Regions from separate parts of the Triticum aestivum genome. Here region 1 is linked to region 2. The links are chromatin contacts, called in public Hi-C maps. All regions are on one chromosome and are shown on one strand. Each heading gives the region's core, a stretch centred on a gene start, on an enhancer-like site or on the middle of the called end of the contact. The rest is flanking DNA. Distances are from core to core; before and after follow the strand shown. Region 1 has its middle 120 kb from the start of LOC123090861. Region 2 holds the start of LOC123094345 (DNA (cytosine-5)-methyltransferase DRM2-like).

What was found. A called contact is a pair of places that touch in the nucleus more often than the background predicts.
Region 1: a Hi-C map of leaf shows a contact between it and region 2, with 3 times the contacts expected there. The contact joins the enhancer-like site here to the promoter of LOC123094345 in region 2. A contact is called at or near these places in 4 of 5 Hi-C or Micro-C datasets (leaf and an unstated tissue).

Annotation. Positions count from the first base shown.
Region 1 is chr4B:37,173,939-37,180,811 of IWGSC CS RefSeq v2.1, reverse strand. No RefSeq gene overlaps it. Among protein-coding and RNA genes, the nearest start is that of LOC123090861, 120 kb to the left of the region's middle. Within about 2 kb of position 2,876, at least 7 of the 8 cell types and tissues checked have an H3K27ac peak or open chromatin away from gene starts, as enhancers often do. A contact at or near this core is called in leaf, where this site is marked.
Region 2 is chr4B:36,777,743-36,784,732 of IWGSC CS RefSeq v2.1, reverse strand. It overlaps LOC123094345 (DNA (cytosine-5)-methyltransferase DRM2-like), which reads right to left and starts at 5,666. Exons shown (of 9, transcript XM_044516371.1): 1 at 5,402-5,666; 2 at 5,183-5,249; 3 at 4,427-4,555; 4 at 4,199-4,307; 5 at 4,059-4,105; 6 at 3,799-3,969; 7 at 3,144-3,243; 8 at 2,978-3,039; 9 at 1,560-2,895. The coding sequence starts at 5,191. The coding sequence ends at 1,714.

The sequences.
Region 1 (6,873 bases), core at 1,627-4,126, 400 kb before region 2:
AACCAATAGAAAAAACAAAAACATTTAAAACCAATAATGAAAGAAAAAATCAAAGAAAAAAGAAGAAATGAGAAAGAAAAGAAAAACCGATTAAAACCATGAAAGAAACAAAAGAGAAACCAGATAAAAAATAAAATCAAAAACCAAAGAAACAAGTGCAAAAAGAATGAAAATAGTGGAAACCGATAAAGAAGCAAAGAAAAACACGAAAATTATTTAAAACCAAGAAAGAAACAAAAAATCACAGAAAAATGAGAAAGAAAAGGAAAAAACAATGAAAACCATGAATGAAACAAAAGATAAACCTATGAAACAAGTGCAGAAAGAACTGAAAACAGTGAAACCCGGTAAAGAAACAAAGAAAAACAAAAAAGAACTGCTGCAAACCATGAAAAAAAATCAAAGCAAAAAAGGGAAAATAAAAAAGAACAGAAAAACCAATGAAAACCATGAAAGAAACAAAAGAGAAACCAAAGAAAACACAAAAAAAATGTATAACGACGAAATAAAGAAACCGAATAAGAAATAAGAAAAAAGAACGAAAAAGAAACGAGCGAGTAATATGCTATTTGGTGGCCCATACACGCACACTGTGCAGGAAGGCTTCAGCGAAACGGATGCTAGCGTCTCGGCAATTCCTAAACGGCGCCCGTTGCGCCCGTTTCTTCTATTTCGACAAACGGGTGCACACCCTCTCTCCGCGATGGGCCGGCCCATTTCATGTTTTTTCGTTTCCTGAACTTTGCTGCAAAAATAAGGGCGTGACGGGGAATCGAACCAGCGCCGCGGTGTTCTTCCTAGAAAGCACTAAGCAACACAGCCAAGGCACCTTCTGTGATTATCTAATTCCTCTTTCCTCTTTACTTCTCACGTGTTTTTCTTTTTTCTTTTTTTCTGTTGTTCTTTCTTTTTGCCTTTACCTTTTATTTTTCCTTTTTCTGTCTTTTTCAAAATTGACAAACTTTTTTCCAATTTTATGAACTTTCTTTCGAATTCGATGAAGTTTTCTTCAAAATCGATGAACTTTTTTCATATTCGGTGAACTTTTTGCAAAATCGATGAACTTTTCTCACCAAATTCCATGAACATTTTCCAAAATCGATGAATTTGTTTTCAAATTCAATGAACTTTTTTAAATTCGATGAAATATTTTCGAATTGGATGAACTATTTTCAATATCCAAAATATGTTCAGATTTTTCGTTTGACTTTTCAGAAAATGTTTTTTCGAAATTCCAAATTTTGTTCACGTTCCAAAAATAGTTCTGAATTCCAATTTTTTGTTAACCATATTGAAGAAAAATGTTCACAATACATTCAAAAAATATTCAGTGTGCATAAAAAAATGTTCATCATGTATAGAAATTTTGTTCAACATGCATTCGAAAGGAGTTCATCGTATTTAAAAAAAAGTTCTATGTGTATTTGAATATTGTTCACCAGACATTGAAAAAATGTTCAGTGTGTATATAAAAATGTTCATCGTGTAGAGAAATTTTGTTCGGCATGTATTCAAAAAAAGTTCAGCATATTTTAGAAAAATGTTATGTGTTTCTTTGAATAATGTTCACCCTATACTAAGAAAATGTTCAATGTGTATTCAGAACTATTTTTGAATACGCGGACTTTTTTTGCATGCTCAAGAACTCTATCCGTAATATTTGAACATATTTTCAATAATTAAAATGTATAAATGCCACAGTGTATTGTGCAATAAATAGCACGTCTATTTGCTATTTATTTAAACTTTCGCGGTGTGAATATTCGCTAGTAGTTAGTTGGTGCAGTGGCTAGCCTCAGCTTGTGGAAGCAGGAGGTCGAATCTTAGTTGGGAGGAATTTTTGGCTGTCATTTTTCGCGTTGCGTGATCGTGGGCCGGCCCATCCAACCGCTGCTGTGGGCGCCAGATCCCTTGCGCGGCGCTGAGGGCGCCCTATAGGAGGTCCCGTCGCTTTAAGCGAGACATAGCATTTGCGGTTACGCAGTGGGCCTGAATTTTAGCCGTCCACACCTCCAACTAAGTACAGAAGTCCTTTTACCCCTACAAAAAAAAGTACAGAAGTCTTTCAGTTCTCTGTGACAAAGTGACAATGTGAAAAAGTACAGAAGTCTTTCAGTTCAGCGTAGGTTATTGCATGTCGGCACATGTGAAAATGGGCCGACTGTTTTCTTTAAATAAGAAATGCAGTACAAATGCAGGGCTTACAATACGAACGCACACCCATTTTCTATAAACACATGCACACATTTGGTCCAACCGATCGTCTTCCATCTGTATAGACACACATTGCCGGCGGATGCACCCTTCGTTGCAGTCGCGTGTACGCAAAACAAGGACCATGGTGTGGCGAACTAGTGATGTAGCACGACCCACGCCCATGCGGGAGCCATGGATACCAGACAAACTGTACCACGCACGAGGCCGCAGCACTCCTGTCCCGTCCATACGTGATAGTACTCCCTTCGTTTTTATTTAGTTTGCATATTAGCTTTGGTCAAAGTCAAGCTTTACAAATTTTGACCAAGTTTATAAACAAAAATATTAAGATATACAATAACAAATCAACAACATTAGATTTATTGTTGAATGTACTTTCACGTCGTACAGATTTATTATGATAAATGTTTATATTGTTTTCTATAAACTTGTCAAACTTTACTAAGTTTGACTTCAGTCAACCTTAATATGCAGAGTAAATAAAAACGGGGGAAGTACATGCATGGTGACGGTGATGCACTGCTGCTTGCTCGTACGCTCAGTCCTAGCTACTAGCTTAGGATGCTCGCTGTTGCGGTCCGACGGCGGAGTACGTACGTACGTACTGGTGTCGCCGGGCACGGCCGTAACCGCCCGTCCATCCGGGGACCGCCATTGACCCGCGGCAGGCTCGGTGGCCCGTATCGTACCAGCACGTGAAGGCGCGCCCCACACAGCCCAGGTCGCGCTTGGCAGGCGCAGGCGGCGCTCGTGGACAACGGGTCGGCCCGCCCAAATTGGCCAGGCATGGCGACCGGTGGCCGCCCCAATCTTCCGCGGTCGCTGCCTCGTCGGAGCTGGACCTTGACGGGAGCTCCTACCTGCCGCTCTCTGCGTCGAGGGCACGCACAGGGGTTCGCACCGACTGGGCCGGCCCAATTGTTTTCCTTGTGTAAAAAGAACAGATAGTAACTTTCTTCTCTTTTTTTTTCTTTTTTCTTTTCTGTTTATTTCCTTTTTTTCTCTTTTGAAAATCAAAACTAAAAAATGTTGAATTTCTCAATCATTTTTTGAAAACATGAAAGATTTTTAAAGCACGAAATTTTTCTGAATCTTAAGAAGAAAATTTTGAAAATGAGAACCATTTAAAAAAACCCCGAACAAATTTGGAAGCATGAATAATTCTTTAAAAGCACGAACATTTTTTGAATCCTGAGAACAAACTTTGAAAATGAAAACCTTTCAAAAAAATCCTGAAAAAATTCATAAACATGAACAATTTTTGAAAATACGAACATTGTATGAATTTTGAGAACAAATTTCGAAAAATAATAACATTTTTTGAAAATCCAGAACAATTTTTAAAAACCCAGAACATTTGTTTTGCAAATCCACAAAAAATTTCTAAGAATCAAAAACATTTTTCGAATTTGAGGAACAAATTTTGAAAATACCTAACGTTTCTGAAAATGAGAATTTTTTTTGAAAATCCAGAACATTTTTCTGAAAAAAGCAGAAACATTTTCCTAATTTGGAGAACATTTTTTGAAATCTCAAAACATTTTCTGGAAATCAAGAACATTTTATTGAAATCAAGAAAATTTTACTAAAAAGCAAAAACATTTTCCAAATATCAAGAACATTTTTTGAAAATCGTGAACATTTTTTGAGAATTCAAAACATTTTTTTAAACTGAAACAGAGAAAGAAAGAAAACAGAAAAGAATAAAGAGAAAAGAAAAAGAAAAAGAAAAAGAAAAAACGGATCAGGGAACCTTCTCGGAAAGTCTAGAAAGTTCCCAAAACCGGGATCTATGAAACGTGTTAAACAGGCCGGCCCATTTAAATCGCTCGCCTCTGGTTGCATGTGTGTTTGCCCGACATTTTGACGCAACGAGCGTCAAATAGGATATTCTGACCTTGACGTCGCAGCGCCCACAACTCTGTTGAATCATGGATGGGTTTTAGGCACATATGAACAATGATTTCTAGTAATCTTGAGGCCCATGTATGGTATGGCAGGTGGTGGGAAGTTTAGTCCCACCTTGCTAGTTGAGGAGAGTTGAGACCCCTTTATAAGGGCTGCTCTACCACTTGCCATTGGGAGCTTGGGAAGAGGAGTGGTACACGCGCGCTCCTCCTCCTCCGCCGCGCGAGTGCGACGCTTGCCGGGTCACTCCTTTGCCGAGAGTGCGACACTTGCCGGGACACTCCCTTGCCGGGGAGTGCGTCGACTCGGTCGTGGGCCTCCGCCCAGGCCCACAACTTCCTGCCCGACGGCCTATATAAGAAGGCTGTGCCGAGTGGAGTGACCTAGTTCGGTTCACTCACTCCCTCTCGCGTAACCTAGCCGTCATCTACTGTTCCTTGCTCTGTGCTGCTTCCGGCGATCCCATCCCGATGACCGCGTGCACGGTTGGTCGGGAGAGGGACACTCCCTTGCCGGGGAGTGCGTCGACTCGGTCGTGGGCCTCCGTCCAGGCCCATGACTTCCTGCCCGACGGACTATATAAGAAGGCTCTGTCAAGTGAAGTGACCTAGTTCGGTTCACTCACTCCCTCTCGCGTAACCTAGTCGGCATCTACTATTCCTTGCTCTGTGCTGCTTCCGGCGATCCCATCCCGACGATCGCGTGCACGGTTGGTCGGGAGAGCAGGTGCCTCCGGAACCCGGCCGTTTGAGATCCTGCCCGAGAGAACGGCAATAAGGTTTTTGGGGAGCATCTCGAGGCGACTGCTCCCGATCCGTCCCCAGCTCTGCCAGCCTCTGCTTCCACTACTTCCCCTGCATCAACACCATGGCCGACGACGTTGCCGCCAAGAAGAAGGCCACGGACGAAGCCGAGGCTGCCGCTGCCGCCGCTGCGTTGGCCTCGCCAACCAGAGGGTATGATCTGTTCATCCCTCATTTACTCGTGTTTTTGCTAGCCGTATATGTGCTGCTCATAGATGGCCTGCTTCTATGTTCTATACGTGCTAGTATGCTTAGGAATCGGTATGAGGTGAATACCGTATTTGCCATACTTATTGTTTACTCGTGGATTAGTCTAATTGGAAAAGCGCTAATATTTCCAACAATCCAAAAACCTTATTTTAGGCACTTTTCGATTCAAGGCTTTGCTGCGTTACTGAAATCGAAAAAGTTTACTGGGATGCAATTTAAGCGTTGGCAGACAAGGACCAACTTGTGGCTCACAGCAATGAACGTGTTCTGGGTTGCTGCTGTGTCTCCCACAGAAATGATTGTTCCTAAACAGGAAAAGGCGTTTAGGGAAGCAACCACTATCTTTTTGGGAGCCGTTCTTACTGTGATCAGAGACAAGTTGGTTGACGCATATCTCCATATGCGTGTTGCCAAAAACTTGTGGGATGTGCTTGAAGCTAAGTTCGGCGCAACTGATGCTGGGAGCAAACTGTATGCCATGGAGCAGTTCCATGATTACAAGATGGTTGATAACCGTTCTGTATTGCACCAGGCTCATGAGATACAGTGCATCGCTAAGGAGCTGGAGCTCCTGAAGTGTGAGTTACCAGAAAATTTTGTTGCGGGTTGCATTATTGCAAAACTCCCTCCTGGATGGAGGAACTTTGCTACTTCTCTCAAGAACTTGAGACGTGAATTCTTTGTTGAGGATGTCATCGGTCATCTCACTGTTGAGCAAAACTTGAGAGCAAAGGACTCACACGTGAAAGGGGCAGAGGGTTCTTCTAGCGCCAATGTGGTGCAGAAGAGCTTCCACAAGTTCAAGGGAAAGAACTATGTCCAGCAGAATACTACCTTTAAGAAGAAGGGTAAGAAGAAAGACAAAAGGAGAGATGGCTGCTTTACTTGTGGTTCAGAGGAACACTGGGCAAACAAGTGCCCAAACAAGTACAAGAAGTCAGGACAGGACTCCAAGTCTGTCAATGTCACTCTGAACAACAATGATGCGGCATCTGGGTATGGTAATCTGTTTACCATACTTTCAGTTTGTCAGTCCACCGATTGGTGGGTTGACACGGGGCCAATATTCATGTGTGTGCTGGTGTGTCTTTATTTTCTTCTTACCAGGTCGCACGAGATTGTTCCGTCCTGATGGGGAATGGCTCGCATGCTTCTATTCATGGTGTTGGCATGGTAGATCTAAAGTTTACTTCGGGAAAGATCGTGCAACTGAAGAACGTGCAGCATGTCCCCGCCATCAAGAAGAATCTTGTTAGTGACTCCCTTCTATGTAAAGAAGGGTTTAAGCTAGTATTTGAGTCTAACAAAGTAGTCGTATCTCGGTATGGACTATTTTTTGGAAAGGGATATGAGTGTGGTGGTTTGTTCCGCCTTTCCCTGGAGGATTTCTGTAATAAAGTCGTGAACCAAATTCATTCTAATGTGAACGAATCTGAGGTTTGGCATTCACATCTTTGTCACATATATTTCAGTTGTATGACGCGGCTAGCTAAAGTGGACTTAATCCCGAGTTTCACTTTAGCCAAAGGCTCTAAGTGCAATGCGTGTGTGCAAGCTAAGCAACCTCGTAAGCCTCACAAGCTTGCGAAGGAGAGACACCTGGCACTGTTAGAGCTCATACATTCAGATCTCTGTGAGATGAATGGTGTGTTGACTAAAGGTGGAAAGAAATACTTCATGACTCTGATTGATGATTCCACTAGATTCTGCTATGTGTATTTGTTAAATACTAAGG
Region 2 (6,990 bases), core at 4,417-6,916:
AAGTAGAAAAGACCAGCATTTTCAAGGAAGCCTGTTTAATCTTTTACCATGCAGTTGATGACTTGCAAGCAGAACTGAGCATATGGCTTGCAGAAAATACGCGGTCGGATGTTCCAGTGTAAAGACCAACAAAAAGTATCCGTGATCCAATCTAGAGTCCTTTTTAGAGACAAGCGGAAAAACATCAACAAGGGAGGGCCGAGGTCGCTCATGTTTTCCAAAACTTTATTAGTTGAGTTTGGCATTGCGCTGATTTTGAAATGTATGTACCTTTGATTATGTTTACTTTGATACTTCAACAAATTGATATGATGTTTGTGAGCAGAAATATTATACTCCTAGAATTTGTTAAACTCCATATAACTAGATATGTTCCACAGGAAAATGTAAATGCTAACTGATAGGATCTTTCAGAGCAGCAATAGCAGAAATAATTAACTGGAAAATTTGTAAAACTCCATTTAAATAGCTATATTTCACAGGGCAGCGTAATGCAACGCAGCATTAGCCAGTCGCAAACTGGCCATCAGTTTTATTTAACTTGGGTTACATTCCCAATAAAGCAAACAATTTTCTTTGCAGTTTTTCAAATACGCTAATCCCTCGGTTTCTTAGCTTCAGTTTTTGCCTATGAAATTACATTGAACATTTATCTGCAATTGGCCATTAGCTGGGTTACATTATTTGTCGAAAACTGGCCAGTCATAAAGCTTAACTTTGTCGAAATACAGTGGTATTCGTTTGTCCTTCTATCACATTTGATTGACAGGTGTATGCATATAACCACGGTGATTTTAAGATTTTCAATGACATGACAAACCGGCAACCTGAAGATTATGCAGCTCTTCTCTCAATGCCAGTCCAGTCACTGGGTGCTTGCTTGACCGAATTCCAGCATCGAAGTATAAGCGATGGTAGGTTACTGGGCCATCAACAAGAACAGACTAGTAAGCAGACATGAACTTACCTTAGAATACATAAATGGTAAGAAAATAGCACCAAAATCTGCACCTAAGCATGAACGTGCACATAAAAATATCTAGTAACATGTCTTCCACGAAAGCTTGTTTGGTGGAAACTGAACGTATTAAGATTATCAACACAACATTTCGAACGCATCTCAGCTGATTAAACAAATCAAAGCCACAGGAAGGAGAACAAATGCAAGAAATGGACTTTAACCAAGGGAAGAAACACTAAAATACAGAGCTACACTCTCCAATTTCCCAGCACATAAATTTTTTCCAGGTAATGCAGTAGCTAGCCTCTATTTCTGCAAAGGGAAGAAACTCTATCTGCAGCACATGAGTCCTTTCCCTAAAGCTCTGAGATGTACCTTTCCATGCGCACTTTGACTTTGCAGCAGATTGCCAGCCCTTCCCCCTGCTCTCCCAGGCTCTGCAAAGGAGCAGAGCAACATTGCCAACCCTACCATAACCACCCACAAGTGTAGAATGAAAACACAATGAATCGGAAAGCAATAAATTCAGTATTCACAAAGATCAAAACAAGTTTCTTCTCTGTCAGCAAAAATTGAACTTCTCCCAAATGAAGGCCAGCAGGTAATAAAATAGTTATAAGCATCAAACACAGAGCTCCAAGTTTATCCGGTCTGTCTACAAAATAAACTTTCACCACAGTTACTTGATGTTCCAAACCTAAATGAAGTAGGGTTTCTAAGGATAAGGACTAGAAGAACATGGAATGCAATCATCATCCTACATTCGCCATAATCGACTTGATAGAGTTCAAGATTCTAACATAGTCACGAAACAACACAGACTGGTCGCCCTCCAAGCCAACACGGTGGTGCCGGTTGCTGCCGGCAAGGTTGTTACATGGGCTTCCCCCGATCACCAAGTCAAAGCCACCAAGTTGTCTGATAAGTGATGCGATTTTTTCATGCGTGAGAGACTGCACATCACGAAACTCTATCAGAGTGCCATCCTGAGTCTGATCCCACCAAGTTCTCAAGATGTTCCTACTCGCTTCGCAGATTTCCACAGAAACCACGGTCTTCATCCGTATGCCAAGCTTGTGAAGGGCAACCTCTGCTCCTCCGATACCACTGAATAGGGACAGCACGTTCATACCACATGGAAACCTATCCTTCAGCACTGACAGATGAAAAGCAACAGTATCGACTTGGAATGAATTTCCAAGGCATTTGTCTCTCTTTTTCTTGCTGGCTCCCCTGGTATGGTCCCTTGGATAACCAAGCAGAAACTCCATTTCCAGATAATCCAATGCAGCAACTTTGTTTTTCCCGATCCATACCAAATTCCACTTCCTGCACTCTTCCAGCACACGTTTCTGAACAGCTTGAGTTGGTGGATCGGTCGAGTTTGCAAGAGCACGGTGGATCCGTTCAGTCAGCTTTGCGCTTGCCATACAAGTTTGTAGGCAATTGAGCTGCCTTCTTTGGTCCCACGAGGGCCACCACGTCTCGTACTGGGGGAAGGCCTCGAAAATGGTCTTCGGAGGGATGGGACGCAAAACTGACCTTCCCTCAGTTGGGAGGTTATGGATGTAACCCCGTTTCCTTAACGCTGCGCAGAAGTACTTCGAGTCTACGAACTCTGGCTCAATACCATATAGGGATCTTGAAATTTCTGCCCAGGCACCTTTAGTAGCAAGTGCCACATTCTCATAATAGAAGAAAGGTGCTCTCATACTATGTGCAGGAAGCCATCTGCCCACTGACCGTGGTCGGTCACCAGGTAGGCCAAATCCCACCATTGGCTTTGGCAGAGAAATTGACTCTTCATGACCACCATCCCATGGGGGTTGACTTCCATGTGCTCCACCTCCGTATCTTTTCCTCTTCTTGCTATCTTCTGTGAACCTTGCTTTCTTTCTCCCCACACAGGAACTGAAGCGATTCTCATCCATAACCTGCAAACGAATTCCAGTGTCAATGCATCGAAATTAACAACGAAACCATTATTATTCACATGTATAGCAAACTGCAATGTACCTCAGGGTCATGCTGTGATGCATAGATAGAATCAACCAGTACATGCATAGGGGTATCCAGACCTGGCCAAGTTTGAACAAAATATAAAGCATAAGGTACCATCCCATTAAAGTATGATCAACAAAGCCTAATCATCAAGCCAACAACTACAAAAGGAGAGCCATACCACATCTTCTAAGAGCTCTGTTTGCTTCATCTTCAGGAAATCCCATGTCCACTAAGGACTTGATTTGCTTGTCCAACTGTGACATCTCTTGTAGGAACTCCTGCACAAAAGAACAGCAAAACAGAGGTTAGAAAGCACTTTCTACATCTCACCACCCATTTTGATGCCAACTAAGTAACTAGTAACTACATACTAGTAGTGAATGTAATTGTACAACATGATGCACAAGACCTGAAGAAAGGAGATGGGGGGTTCACAAAATTAATATTTAAGAGCTCGATTTGATGTCCTGCAATGCCGTTTGAGATGTATAATACAAGAGTTATTCTTGTGTGCATGAACTCAGTCCAGTACTTCATCGGCTTACTTGACACAGCTACCTAGAGCAGCCATAAATGTGTTTGCAGCGTCCTAAATAAGTGAAAACATATCTAGATAACCCATAAATCATGAAAGTGATTAATGCTTATGTAGCTAGTAATTTTCCATCCCTCTAGACACATTTCAACATACTCGATGGAAACAACTCATGGTCTCATACGTTAGATCATACCAGCTAATAAACAGATCAACAATGTTTCACATGTACATATATATCACAATCCACATAATCAAAGAAATTCTATTACCAAGCTGAAGATAAGTAAGTATGTACCTCATCACCAGAACCATCAGAGTGAGGATCCCTTTGGCCAGCATCAACATCATCATCCCAGTCTTCAAAATCAAAATCATCATCTTCTTCTTCATCATCATCATCATCATCTTCAACACGCTGGGGGATGCGGCGAGAAGTAGAGCAGCTACCCACTGAGTCGTCATCTTCCTGCATTTCACATGACCAATCTTAACATACTGTCCTTCCCGCCATGAAGCAAGAGGTCAACTCAGATATGGGAGCACATCAACAAATACCGTATATGCAAGAAGTAGTGACAGCACTGCACTTTCGTCCCTCTTCCCTGAAAGCAAAACAAAAGGTTAAAAACTGAAGGTGCAAAACATCAACAACACGAATGAAATGATCAAATGGAACTGACTACTACTTGTATTACCAATCTCTTTGATGGCCTTCAATACCATCTCTTTCGGGAAACCCATTTCTACATACATCCCAACTAACGAGGCAGAAGGAGTTGCCCCGTTGGCCATCCCATCAGCGTCCTTCAGATCAGTAACAAACATCAGACTAAGATCAAAGTCATAACAACATAATAACCGTATACGAGCAATGACTAGCTCTTGTGCACTTGTGCTTAAAGACACCCACTTCTATCACTTACCTGCCTCACCAGCCTGGACGGGCCAGGAGCATCCGCGTTTCTCCGGGCTGGATAAGACGAGACCCCAACCTGACCATCATTGCCCTCGTCCAATTCGAACACATCATCATCGCTAACCAAGTCCACTATCTGTAACATGAGTGACAACACAACTCAAACGCACAGAATAACAGCGAAAGCAAACCACCAGCAATGGAGAAGAGAAATAATGCAAGGGCATAACACACCGAGCCACAAGCCGACAACAGACATGCGACATCGCAAGTGAAGCCTCAGACAAGAAACTAGCACAGCCACTTTCAATTAGTATAAGGTCTAGAACGCGTTTAAACAGAAAGAAAACTGGCACCTTTTACGATCCAACCGAACATTTACGTCGTCCCACAGATGTCAAAACCCCGTGCACGGTTAATCACATGCAATCGCAACCATAGCATGAATCATCACTAGCGGTTCCAAATTAAAGACTGCTAAGTGCTAGCCACCACTAGACATGGAAACCTCGCCATGTGGCCGCATTCAAGAATGAATTTGCTGCCGTTGTCCAAGATCACATTTTGCAAATCCTAAAAAAAAAACATTACAGAAACCAAAGTCTCCAGATTGCAGAGGAAATTGCATTGCCTACAGCAAGATTGCAGCACATCTGATCTAACAACATGAAGAAAAGGAAACCAGCTAAGTGTACTCGGTCTCTTCTCGGCTGTGACGACAAAGAATCGGAATCGAGGAGAGGAGAGGAGATGAGGGCTTTACCACCGCCATTGTTCCTGAACTGCCTGGAGAGCGGAAGCACCCGGCCAAGTCCTAGACAGCTCCCTCCCTGCGAACCAGAAAAAAGCATTCAATTTTAGGGCGGCCGACGTACGGACGGAGCGGACACACGTCCCGCGAAATCGGCGGCATCCCCGTTCCGGAGCGAAACCCTAGCCACGAGAGAGAGAAGGGAGGAAGCCGGGGAGAGAGCGTGCTCACGTGCGATGATGCGACGGCCGCGAGCGTGGACGGGGCCGGAGGGGGAGGCGGCGGGCGGTGCCTGGTCAGGATGGCGCGGGCTCCGGGTCCGATGGCGCCGCCGGGGGTCTCCGGTGAGGAATGCGGGCAACGATCGCCTCCTCGCCTCGTCGATGGTCGTCGGAGCGGCGGGGTGGAGCGGTGCGGAGGTGGCGGAGTGTGAGGAGGTGGAGAGGAGGCGGCGGCCCGACCAGGTCACAGCCAGACAAGAGGACTGGAGCGACGACACGAGTCCACTCCACTTGTTGTAGCAGCTGGTTATAACTGGGCCTTAACTGAACTGGCCCATTGCTCGTTAAGGCCACTCAAGTATGTTTTATTTATGGGAAACGTTTCCCTGCTGCGCGCCGGCGGAACGTTCGGCCGGTCACGTACGATCGAAAGCAATCATGCGGCCCACGTGCCCTCTCGGCCCCACATGCTCCCTCTTCCTTATGGGAAACCTTTCCACTCGGTGCACCGGCCGAACGCGGCGCCGGACACACGTGCGTCGTTGGATCTGATTTGATCGAACTGACCAGTGCGACACGCAACCATCCGTGGCTACGTTAAACGTGTCCTCGTGCGGGCCCCATAAGAAAAGCGGCAGTGACCTTATCTTCTCGTTCCCATCCCCTTGCATCTTTTCCACCGCTCAACTCTCCCTGCCTTCTCTCTCTTCGTTTCTTTTCTCCACCACCACATCCAGGAAGTGCGGAGCCGTGGTGATGCGCTGGAGCTGCAACCAACGGCGTGCTGGAGCAGCAATCGACGGCGCACTGGAGCTGCGGCGGTGCTTAGCTGCGGCAATGCGCTGGTGTTGCGGCCGGCGGCGTGCTCAGCTCCCCTACATCCAGCGTGCTAGGAGCCTACCCCCACCCCTGGTTTCACTCCGGCTAGCCGGCGCTACCCTCGTACCAGTTGCTACAACCGGCATTTTGATTTGCTGGAAGCAGCCCCATTTTTTGCTACAACCATTGTCTTTTGCTTTTGCTGGCAGAACACCCAATTTTGCATTTTTGCTATCAGTGGCATTTTGCTTTGCTGGAAGCGGCTCCATTTTTTTGCTACAACCATCCTTTTTTGCTTTGCTAGAAGAACACCCAATTTTGCATTTTTGCTACCAATGGCGTTTTGGTTTGCTGGAAGCAGCACTAATTTTTGCTACAACCACCGTTTTTTGCTTTGTTGGAAGAACTCCCAATTTTGCATTTTTGCTACCAATGGAGTTTTGGTTTGCTGGAACCCGTTTCGATTTTTGCTACCACCGTTGTTTTGGTTTTTGATAGAACATCACCCTATTTTTGCTGGAAGATTTTTTGCTACAAGCAGCCACCCGAATGCTACAACCGGCAGCTTTTTTTGCTACCATCGGCAAACGGCTGAGTTGTGACGGCAGAGGCAGCGCCCTGTTTATTTGCATCAACCAGCGAGAACGACAGATACTACCATCGGCGGCGTGGGCCTTTTTTTTGCTGCAACCGGCACGACAACGAGCTATGCGGACGTTTCTGCGTGCGGTGACGAGGAGGACGGTACCAGCGGTGGCACGATCCGGTAGCGACAGCGAG